Linked DNA regions of Xenopus laevis: region 1 is linked to region 2. The links are chromatin contacts, called in public Hi-C maps. All regions are on one chromosome and are shown on one strand. The core of a region is the stretch at or near the end of the contact, and the rest is flanking DNA. Distances in the headings are between cores, read along the strand shown.

The links. A called contact is a pair of places that touch in the nucleus more often than the background predicts.
Region 1: a contact with region 2 is called in a Hi-C map of the XTC cell line, with 2.7 times the contacts expected there.

The regions. Positions count from the first base shown.
Region 1 is chr3L:134,487,884-134,492,611 of Xenopus_laevis_v10.1, reverse strand. No RefSeq gene overlaps it. Among protein-coding and RNA genes, the nearest start is that of LOC108711583, 16 kb to the right of the region's middle.
Region 2 is chr3L:134,416,439-134,420,877 of Xenopus_laevis_v10.1, reverse strand. It overlaps LOC121401251 (lamina-associated polypeptide 2, isoforms alpha/zeta-like), which reads left to right and starts at 2,270. Exons shown (of 2, transcript XM_041585588.1): 1 at 2,270-2,718; 2 at 2,796-4,079. The coding sequence starts at 2,796. The coding sequence ends at 4,079.

The sequences.
Region 1 (4,728 bases), core at 1,827-4,326, 71 kb before region 2:
ATCCCTTTAAATTGGGGTTTTTCGGCTGAAGTAATGAAAAGACAAATCGAAAGTGTCGTGACAATTAGAACCTCGTTTGCCCTGGCACGTGCTTTAACTCCAGTTCCTGAATGGTTGCCCATAATGTGGCCGACTCATTTCAGGCCACTCCAGAAGACTCAATGTTTAATGCCCAAATGAGGGGGGCGGCATACAGACTGTATAGATAAGTTATTATTGTAACTCCGTGTTCTGTTGTTTTACTGATTTCTCTCCCCCCTCCAATGACGGTTTTCATGACCCTCTTAATTCAAAACTGTATTTTAATAAAGATTGGCTGGACATTTCTGTATGAAACATTGGCTCATGTGTGGACTTATTCAGCGCTACTTTTCTACACCGAACCTACTAAGCCTTTTAATAACAGGCTTGGAAAAAGAACTGCTTGCTTCCCAATAGGATTGTGGTTACTCTGTCTCTAAACAATAACAAAGGAGTTAGAAGAGATGTTTTAAAGGGACAGCGTATAATTTTATGTGATGGGACCAAGGTGCTCAGGCGATAATGTGAATTATCTAAGTGTAATGGCACACAGGCTGATTCAGGTCCTGAGTTTTTAGTAGCTTAGTAGGAGGTATCACTTGTCACTAGAACAAGCACTTGTCACATGAATTCAAGGTGGTGCCGTTTCCAGACATACAGTTAGGTCCATATCTTTGGACAGAGACCACTTTTTTCTAATTTTGGTTCTGTACATTACCACAATGAATTTTAAATGAAACAACTCAGATGCAGTTGAACTGCAGACTTTCAGCTTTAAAAAGATTGCATAAAAATGTGAGGAACTAAAGCCTTTTTTAAACACAATCACTTCATTTCATGGGGCTCAAAAATAATTGGACAATGGACTCAAAGGCTATTTTGTGGGCAGGTGTGGGCAATTCCTTTGTTATGTCATTTGCAATTTGTCGAAGAAGAAAAAAACTTTTTCTGATCCAAAGAGGTCCAATAATCTCTCTGCATTGCAGTACAAGTCATTCTGCGGTACTAGAAGTGCTACAGTTACAGTGCTACGCAATATGTTGGCGCTATATAAATACATGTTAATAAATTATCAATGAAGCAGATAAAAACCCTGGAGTTGATTTGATGGGGGGGGGGGGCTGGTATGTGGAAGATTTTGCTGTGAACAGACAACATGCGGTCAAAGGAGCTCTCCATGCAGGTGAAACCCCTTCACAACAGCCAAACAGGAGGTAGGCGTGTCAATATCCAAGTCTGCCATAAAGAGAAGACTGCATGAAGTAAATACAGAGGGTGCACTGCAAGGTACAAGCCACTCATAAGCATCAAGAATAGAAAGGCATCTAAAAGCCAACACAGTTCTGGAAAAACATTCTTTGGACAGATGAAACCAAGATCAACCTCTACCAGAATGATGGCAAGAAAAAAGTATGGAGAAGGGGTGGAACAGCTGATGATCCAAAGCATAGCACAGTTGTGTATAAAACATTTGGGAGGCAGTGTGATGGCTTGGGCTGCATGGCTGCCAGTGGCACTGGGACACTAGTGTTTATCCATCATGTGACACAGGACAGAAGCACAAGAATCAATTCTGAGACACTGTCTGCTCAAATCCAGCTAAATGCAGTCACACTGATTGGGAGGCGTTTCATAATGACCCAAAACATACAGCCAAAGCAACCCAGGAGTTTATTAAAGCAAAGAAGTGGAATATTATTGATTGGCCAAGTCAGTCACCTGATCTGAACCCAATTGAGCTGCATTTCACTTGTTGAAGACTAAACTTGGGACAGAAAGTCCCACAAACAAACAACAACTGAAAGCCGCTCCAGTAAAGGTCTGGCAGAGCATTAAATAGGAGGAAACCCAGAATCTGGTGATGTCCATGAGTTCAAGACTTCAGACTGTAATTGCCAGCAAAGGGGTTTATAACCAAGTATTAGAAAGTTTTTTCATTTGTCCAATTGCTTTTGAGCCCCTGAAATGAAGTGATTGTGTTAAAAAAAGGCTTTAGTTCCTCACATTTTCATGGAATCTTTTTGTTCTGAATTAAAGCTGAAAGTCTGCAGTTCAACTGCATCTGAGTTTAAAATTCATTGTGGTAATGTACAGAACCAAAATTAGAAAAAAGTTGTCTCTGTCCAAAGATTTATGGGCCTAACTGTATATTGCAGGAGCGCTTTGAGGCAGTTGTCAATCATTTCAAGGCCTTTAGCACCTCCCCCCATAGCCCCCCCATGTTGGCCATCTGCTACTTGTTTTGATGAAAGATGGCTGAACCTAATAAAGCCAACACGTGGCATTTAACTGTGGATTTCTGCTTCTATGAACAAAATGTCACCCTTCCCTATTGCTGGAGTTGATATACCGTATATCACTGCTAAATGGGTTAACTGGGAAGTGTAATCCACGGCACCATTTAAAAGGATTAACAAGCATCCTGTGATTAAGATCATAGTCAGGTTTGTGCTGACAGAAGAGCTTTCCATTGAGACACTGCGATGGAATGAATTCAGCAGGAACAATGGCTGTGTACCCTCTGCTGGATAAATGGTTGGAAATGTTCCCCTCTGGTCACCATGGTTACCCCATCAGGACCGCAAGCATGTAGCACAGTCCAGAATCAGCAAAGAAACAATGGAAATTTCCTCTCTCTGCTGGCAATTCAGTTGTCCCAATTAGAGAAGCAGACCCTGCGACTACTGGGGGGTCCCGGCTAAAGGGCAGTTTCATGTTCCTAAAGGCATCGGTTACAACAGAGGACTTAGTTTGTAGATTTCCTGCATGTTCCAAGTAAAAAGTAGTACACTGCTTTGGTAGACAATTTAAAGGGGGAATCTATAACCCAAAAATGAATTGATGTAAACTTACTAAGATAGCTCCTCTGAGTATCTTTACAATTTAAATGAATTTTCTATTTTTAGTGGTTTCTGAGATGTGAGCAGTTTTAGACCACTAGACTACTACTGGGTTTTTGGTTCAGCATTCAAAGTCAGAGTGACCCAGAGGCGGGCCAGGCTAGCCGGGCGCCCTAGGCGACCCAGCCGGCCACCTCGCCCTCACATCCCCCGTCGCTTGCGCAGTGATGTCACTCGCTTACACACAAGCATGTTGATGGGGCGCCGTGACGCACATGCGCGCAGACTACACAAGCTTATGCGCTGCGTAATGCCGACGCTTGTGTAAGCAAAAGTTAAGTTTGGCGAGTAGTAGAGTCTGGTCTAAGGGTAGGCAGAAGAGGTAACTGCCCAGTTCCCCTCAATTGTTGCGCCCTAGGCCGCTGCTTCTTCTGCCTACCCCTTGTTCCGGTGCTGGAGTGATCCGGGGTTTCGCATAGCTATGATTTACCTGTTAAAGCAAGCCCAGCAGGCAGAGACAAGTGCAGTACAGGTATTGGACCTGTTATGCAAAATGCTTGGGACCTGGTGTTTTCCAGATAACAGATCTTTCTGTAATTTGAATCTTCATACCTTAAGTCTACTAAAAAATCGTGTAAACATTAAATAAACCTTTTTTTCTTTCAATTAGGATTAATTATATCTTATTTGGGATCAAGTACAAGGTACTGTTTTATTATTGCAGGGGAAAAAATAAATCATTTAAAAAAATTTGGATAAAATGGAGTCTATGGGAGATGGCCTTTCCATAATTCGGAGCTTTCTGGATAAAGAGATTCCGGATAACTGATCCCATACCTGTATATATGATGTACTGTATATACTAGTTGGTATTCAGTTTACCTAACCTATGGCCTTCCATCTGTGAACTGCATGTCTCAGCATTAAAAGCTACGTGACAGGCTGAGTGTTCATTACCTTTATCAGTTAAGGATCAGGGTTGTTTTATGCTTGACAAAAACCCATGATGATTCCAATGCAATTTATATAAGGGCAGAGACACGCTGCTATTTGGGGAGATTAGCCGCTCATCGACAAATCGCTTCTTCTTCGGCGACTAATCTCCCCGAACTGCCTTCCCGCCAGCTAGAATGTAAATCGCCGGTGGAACGCCTTATTTTCCGAAGTTGCCTCACCATTAAACTTCAGGCGACTTCGGAAAGCTGAAACGATCCGAGTGCCATCCCGCCAGCAGTTTACATTCTAGCCAGCAGGAAGGTAGTTCGGGGAGATTAGTCGCCCGAAGAAGAAGCGATTTGTCACTTTGCGACTAATCTCCTGAAATAGCAGCGTCTGTCTCTGCCCTAATGGTTTTAGCTGCTCTTAGTCAGTTACCACCAGGTGGAGCTGATGTTCAGGCACGTGTCCTGGATACGGTTTACATACAATCAGGGATGGGCAAGTGGAACCACTGCTTTAAAACCATTCAAAAACAATAAATACATGTATACTGGAAAGTGCCTTAGAATGATGGCATATACAATCCAAAGCTTTAGATGCTGCACATGCCCTTAAAGCGACGTGACATGTACTCCTGAGAACTGAATCTGACTTCAGAAAAAATCTCTTTTGCAAGTTTGATGAAATAGAATCACTCTACACAGTTCTGGGTTCCCACTGTATCCCTTAAAAGCAAACACCTATAAACCCCCATGCTGCAGGGCTGATTAAATGATAATAAATAAAAATAAAATGTATACTGCAGGCTGCACTGATCTTTACACTGCACATCTGGACTAATTAGTACTAAACACTGCAGTTGATTTCAGGCAACCAAAGCTCACTTGTCGGCAAACATAGTCTTCACTGACATTGTTTTGGGTGGTTG
Region 2 (4,439 bases), core at 1,021-3,520:
CATTTCTGTAATTAGCATCTGTTTATCAAGGCCAAAGTCATACTCCATGCAATTGCACTAATAATTGTTCTGTTTTCTTATGGACTGATGGCTCAGGAAACTTACTGTAAATTACCTTGGAAATTGCTTTATTGATGATTAATCATTTAATTTTTCATTCATTTTCAATCCCGATATAGCTACAGATGAATGCATGCCATGTACGTTTGCTGCACCTGGTGCGCCTACCACCGCCTGCAGAATCAGAGCAGTGAGTACCTGTCTATTTCTGTGTAAAATAAACAAACAAAAAGAAAAATGCTGGGACAGCACTTTTATAATCCAAGTATTGATTTTGAAATTGAATAGAATGCACAGCAGATAGAACACATAGCAACAGGTTGGTTCGTATTTGGCATAGTATTTAAATAGTAACAGCATACAAGAAAAGGAGGAACTAGAACAAAAATTATTTAAAGTAATTCTGTCATGGGAAAACATGTATTTTTCAAGATGCATCAGTTAACTGTGCTGCTCCAGCAGAATTCTCTACTGAAATCCGTGTTTTCAAAAGAGACAATTGATTTTTTTTATATTTAATATTGAAATCTGACATGGGGCTAGACATATTGTCAGTTTACCAGTTGCCCCCACTCATGTAACTGGTGTTCTGATAAACTTCAGTCACTCTTTACTGCAAGTTGGAGTGATATCACCCCCCTCTTTCCTCACCCCCACTGCAGCCCATCAGCAATTGGTAAGCCACCATACCAACATCAAGGTAAACCCCATATGGTTGTCCCTAACTATTTACCTATGGTCATAGTATTCAATGATAGGTCAAGAGACACTTATCCCACCATGCAGGGAGGTGCCAGCCTTAGAATACTATGACCGGAGGTAGATCGTTAGGGACCGCTATATGGGGTTTACCTTGACACGGTATAGTGGCTTACCAATTTTATGATCATAACTTTGTAACTAAAACCCAGTTTTTGCAAATGCATATACTTACATTGATACTAGATTACTTAGGGGAACAGGGGATGTACATTGGTCAATACCCCCTCTTTTTTGTACTTTTGCAGTATATATATATATATATATATATATATATATATATATATATATATATATATATATATATATATATATATATATATATACTGCAAACAGACCTTGTAGTATACATTAAATTTAAAATATACATTAAAAAAGGTAATAATAAAATATATGGAAAGAGCTAGTGGATCAACCAAGGAGCAAAGTCAGATGGATAGCGCCAATTTGAAATATGAATCATTGCAAGGTATTCAGTATAATGTCAGAGTAGGTTGAGATTAACGATATTGTAGTAATTCATAAGAATGTAGGATGAATACTGTATTCCTAGATCGGGGGATGTATACTGAGGGCCAAATTTACAATATCTTCAACTTTTAGCATGAGTAACACTGTCATAATAGCTTCTTGGTACGGTATGATTATGTATGGGAATGTTACAATGTTACCATGGGGATAATGAGTGATGTTGCAAGTGAAGGTTACAAGTTTCCATGATAACAGTGTTACATTTTGCTTTGTGTTTATCTTCCCTTACTAATATGATACACTTTGGCACAAAGTATTTAAATGTATATATGGGTAAGTTTTAAATTTTATGGATTATACATTACCACTACAGTGGGTTTTTAAAAGTCGCTGGTTTCATGACAACGTATGCACGTCATCAACTCATCACTGCTGTCTTTCCCGCCAGTTTGTGTATTTAAGCCAATTTCACTGTTTGTTGGGTACTTTGAGGGGCCGAAACGTTAGTCCATACCTGTAAAATAAATATTACTATTTCTTTTAAGACCTGTGAGTGCTGATCTTTCCTTTTGTATTGTACGAAGCATTTGCTGATCGCGCACCCAGGCACCTATACTGCATTTTTCGTGAGTGCTGGCATTCCTTGGATTATATATATATATATATATATATATATATATATATATATATATATATATATATATATATATATATATATATATATATACAAAAAATTGTAGAACGCCTCCTGCACTCACTTATCTGGGTTTGTTGCCCTGGTGCTAACAGAATATATGTATAAAAATCGAATGAATGCTGTTGCACAACAGGGTCTTGCAAAAAAAGTAATTATTTATTCCCTTACGTCCCCTACGGCAGCACCATGAGATTTATTTTGCTTTCCCTTACATGTAGGACAAGTGAGAAAAAAAGAGTTAATTCTCCCCACCCATAAATACCAGCTACTCAAAACCCCCTCTAGTGTTTTTTGTCCTACCTTCGTAGGCAGGTGAGTGTATTATCCGCGTAAAGGTGGATGCCATATTAACGTTCTTTCTGGTTTTTTCCTAGATTAAAGATGCCAGGTCCCTAGGGGACTTGAAGACCGCAGACTGCATTACCCAAGAGGTCTTTCAGTCGGAGGTGCGAGTGGCCTCTTAGGTTTTGCCGTCGCCGCAATAGACTGTGCAGCCGAGGGTTGCCCATAAACAAGATGGCGACGATAACCTATGACACGCAACTTAGAGTTGACGTGATTGGTTAAGAGATGTTTACACTGATGATGCGGATCAGGTGTGCTGAAGTTCGCACCAGAGGATCTTTAAAGCTAATCACGCTGTGTTCAGACGCTCCCCTTGTATAGGAGTGTGATCAGCCTGCTGCTTAGACGTTGCTGCCTGGGTTGCAGCCTCCTTATTCAGCACTAAGGTACAAGGTACTCTGTGGGCATGCTTTTTACCTAAGATTCCTTTATAATCTATGTGTAAATTTTCATGTTTTTTCAGATGTCTACCCTAGAGCCACCACCTGTCAAAAGACACAGGAAGTCAAAGCATCTGCAGTGTAGAGCATGTGACACACTTCTCCCAGATGACTATGGGAAAAGGTTTTGTAAGGACTGTCTGTCCTATCTGGCTCACAAGGATGTTGAAGCACTTCCTGAAGCTTCTTCTTCGTGGATTAAGGAGTTTATAAAATCAACTATGAAGGATATGTTTAACCAGTTGCAACCTGGCCCAGTCCCTATTGCGGATGATATTGTGAATTCTCCTACAATAGTTAATCCTATATCTTTAGACGGATCAACTCAGGATTCATCCTCGGATGAGGAAGAAATCTTAGCCTTGTTTCCGGTGGAAAGCACTGCGAAATTGATCAGGAGAGTAAGGTTAACGATGGAATCTCTGGAAAGCGAGGATTCGCAGGCAACCACTTCTCAGGTAGCTAAGAAATCTAAAAATTTTCCGGTTCACCCAGTCATGAAAGATTTAATGACTAGAGAGTGGAAAAATCCTGAAAAGCCTCCGTCTATAACAAAAAGACAAAAGCTTTTGTTTCCCATTCAGGAAGAGGAGATACAGTCCTGGGGGACTCCTCCGAAAGTAGATGTAGCCATTGCCAGACTGTCTAATAAAACACTCATTCCTGTGGAAGATGGTTCAGGATTAAAGGATCCTATGGATCGCAAGATGGAGTCCTTACTTAAAAGAGTTTATAATACGGGTACAGCTATTTATAAGCCAGCCTTGGCTGCCTCGGCAGTGGCTAGATCAACCAGGCATTGGCTCAAACAATTCACGGAGGATATCAACAACAACATATCCCGTGTGGAGCTTCTGGAATCCCTGGAAAAGGTCAATATGGCAGTTGAGTTCTTGTGTGACTCATCCATTGAAAGTATTAAGCTAGCTGCGAAAACTATGGCTTTATCTACAGCATCCAGAAGAGCTTTATGGCTAAGAACCTGGTCAGCTGATTCAGTATCCAAAAACAGCTTATGTGCCATGGCATTTGAACCAGGTCGTCTCTTTGGATCAGAGCTGGATAAACTTTTGGAATCTTTGTCAGGCTCTAAGAATAAGCGTCTTCCTCAGGAAAACCAATCAAATAGGAGCAAAAATTCCTTTTTCCGGAATAGAAGAACATCACCTAAAAGAGATAACTACTTTCAAAGAGACAGAAGAAGGAACGATACAAATTCCTTTCGGCCCAATAGAGCATTCAATTCTTCCAGAGGTGAGAGAGGATTTGGGAAAACCTTCCCACCAAAGAAAAGGCCATCCTTCTGACGCCAGAAGTTTACTGCCGGTAGGGGGCAGATTAATTTTTTTCTTTCCAGAATGGAAAGAAACCATTGCAGACGCATGGATACTCCAATTAATTGCAGAAGGCTACAGAATAGAATTTCTGAGTCTACCTCCTCAGAGGTTTATTCTTACTCCCTTAAATTCTCCAAACAAACAGCTGGCTCTCGAGCAGGCCTTCACAGAATTTGTTTCAGCCAGAGTTCTAGAACCAGTGCCTCCACTGGAGATTCATCGAGGAACCTATTCAAAGGTCTTTTTAGTCCCCAAGCCAAATGGGACTTTCAGAACGATTGTAGACTTAAGACAAGTAAATCAGTTCATCCACAAGAAGAATTTTCGTAT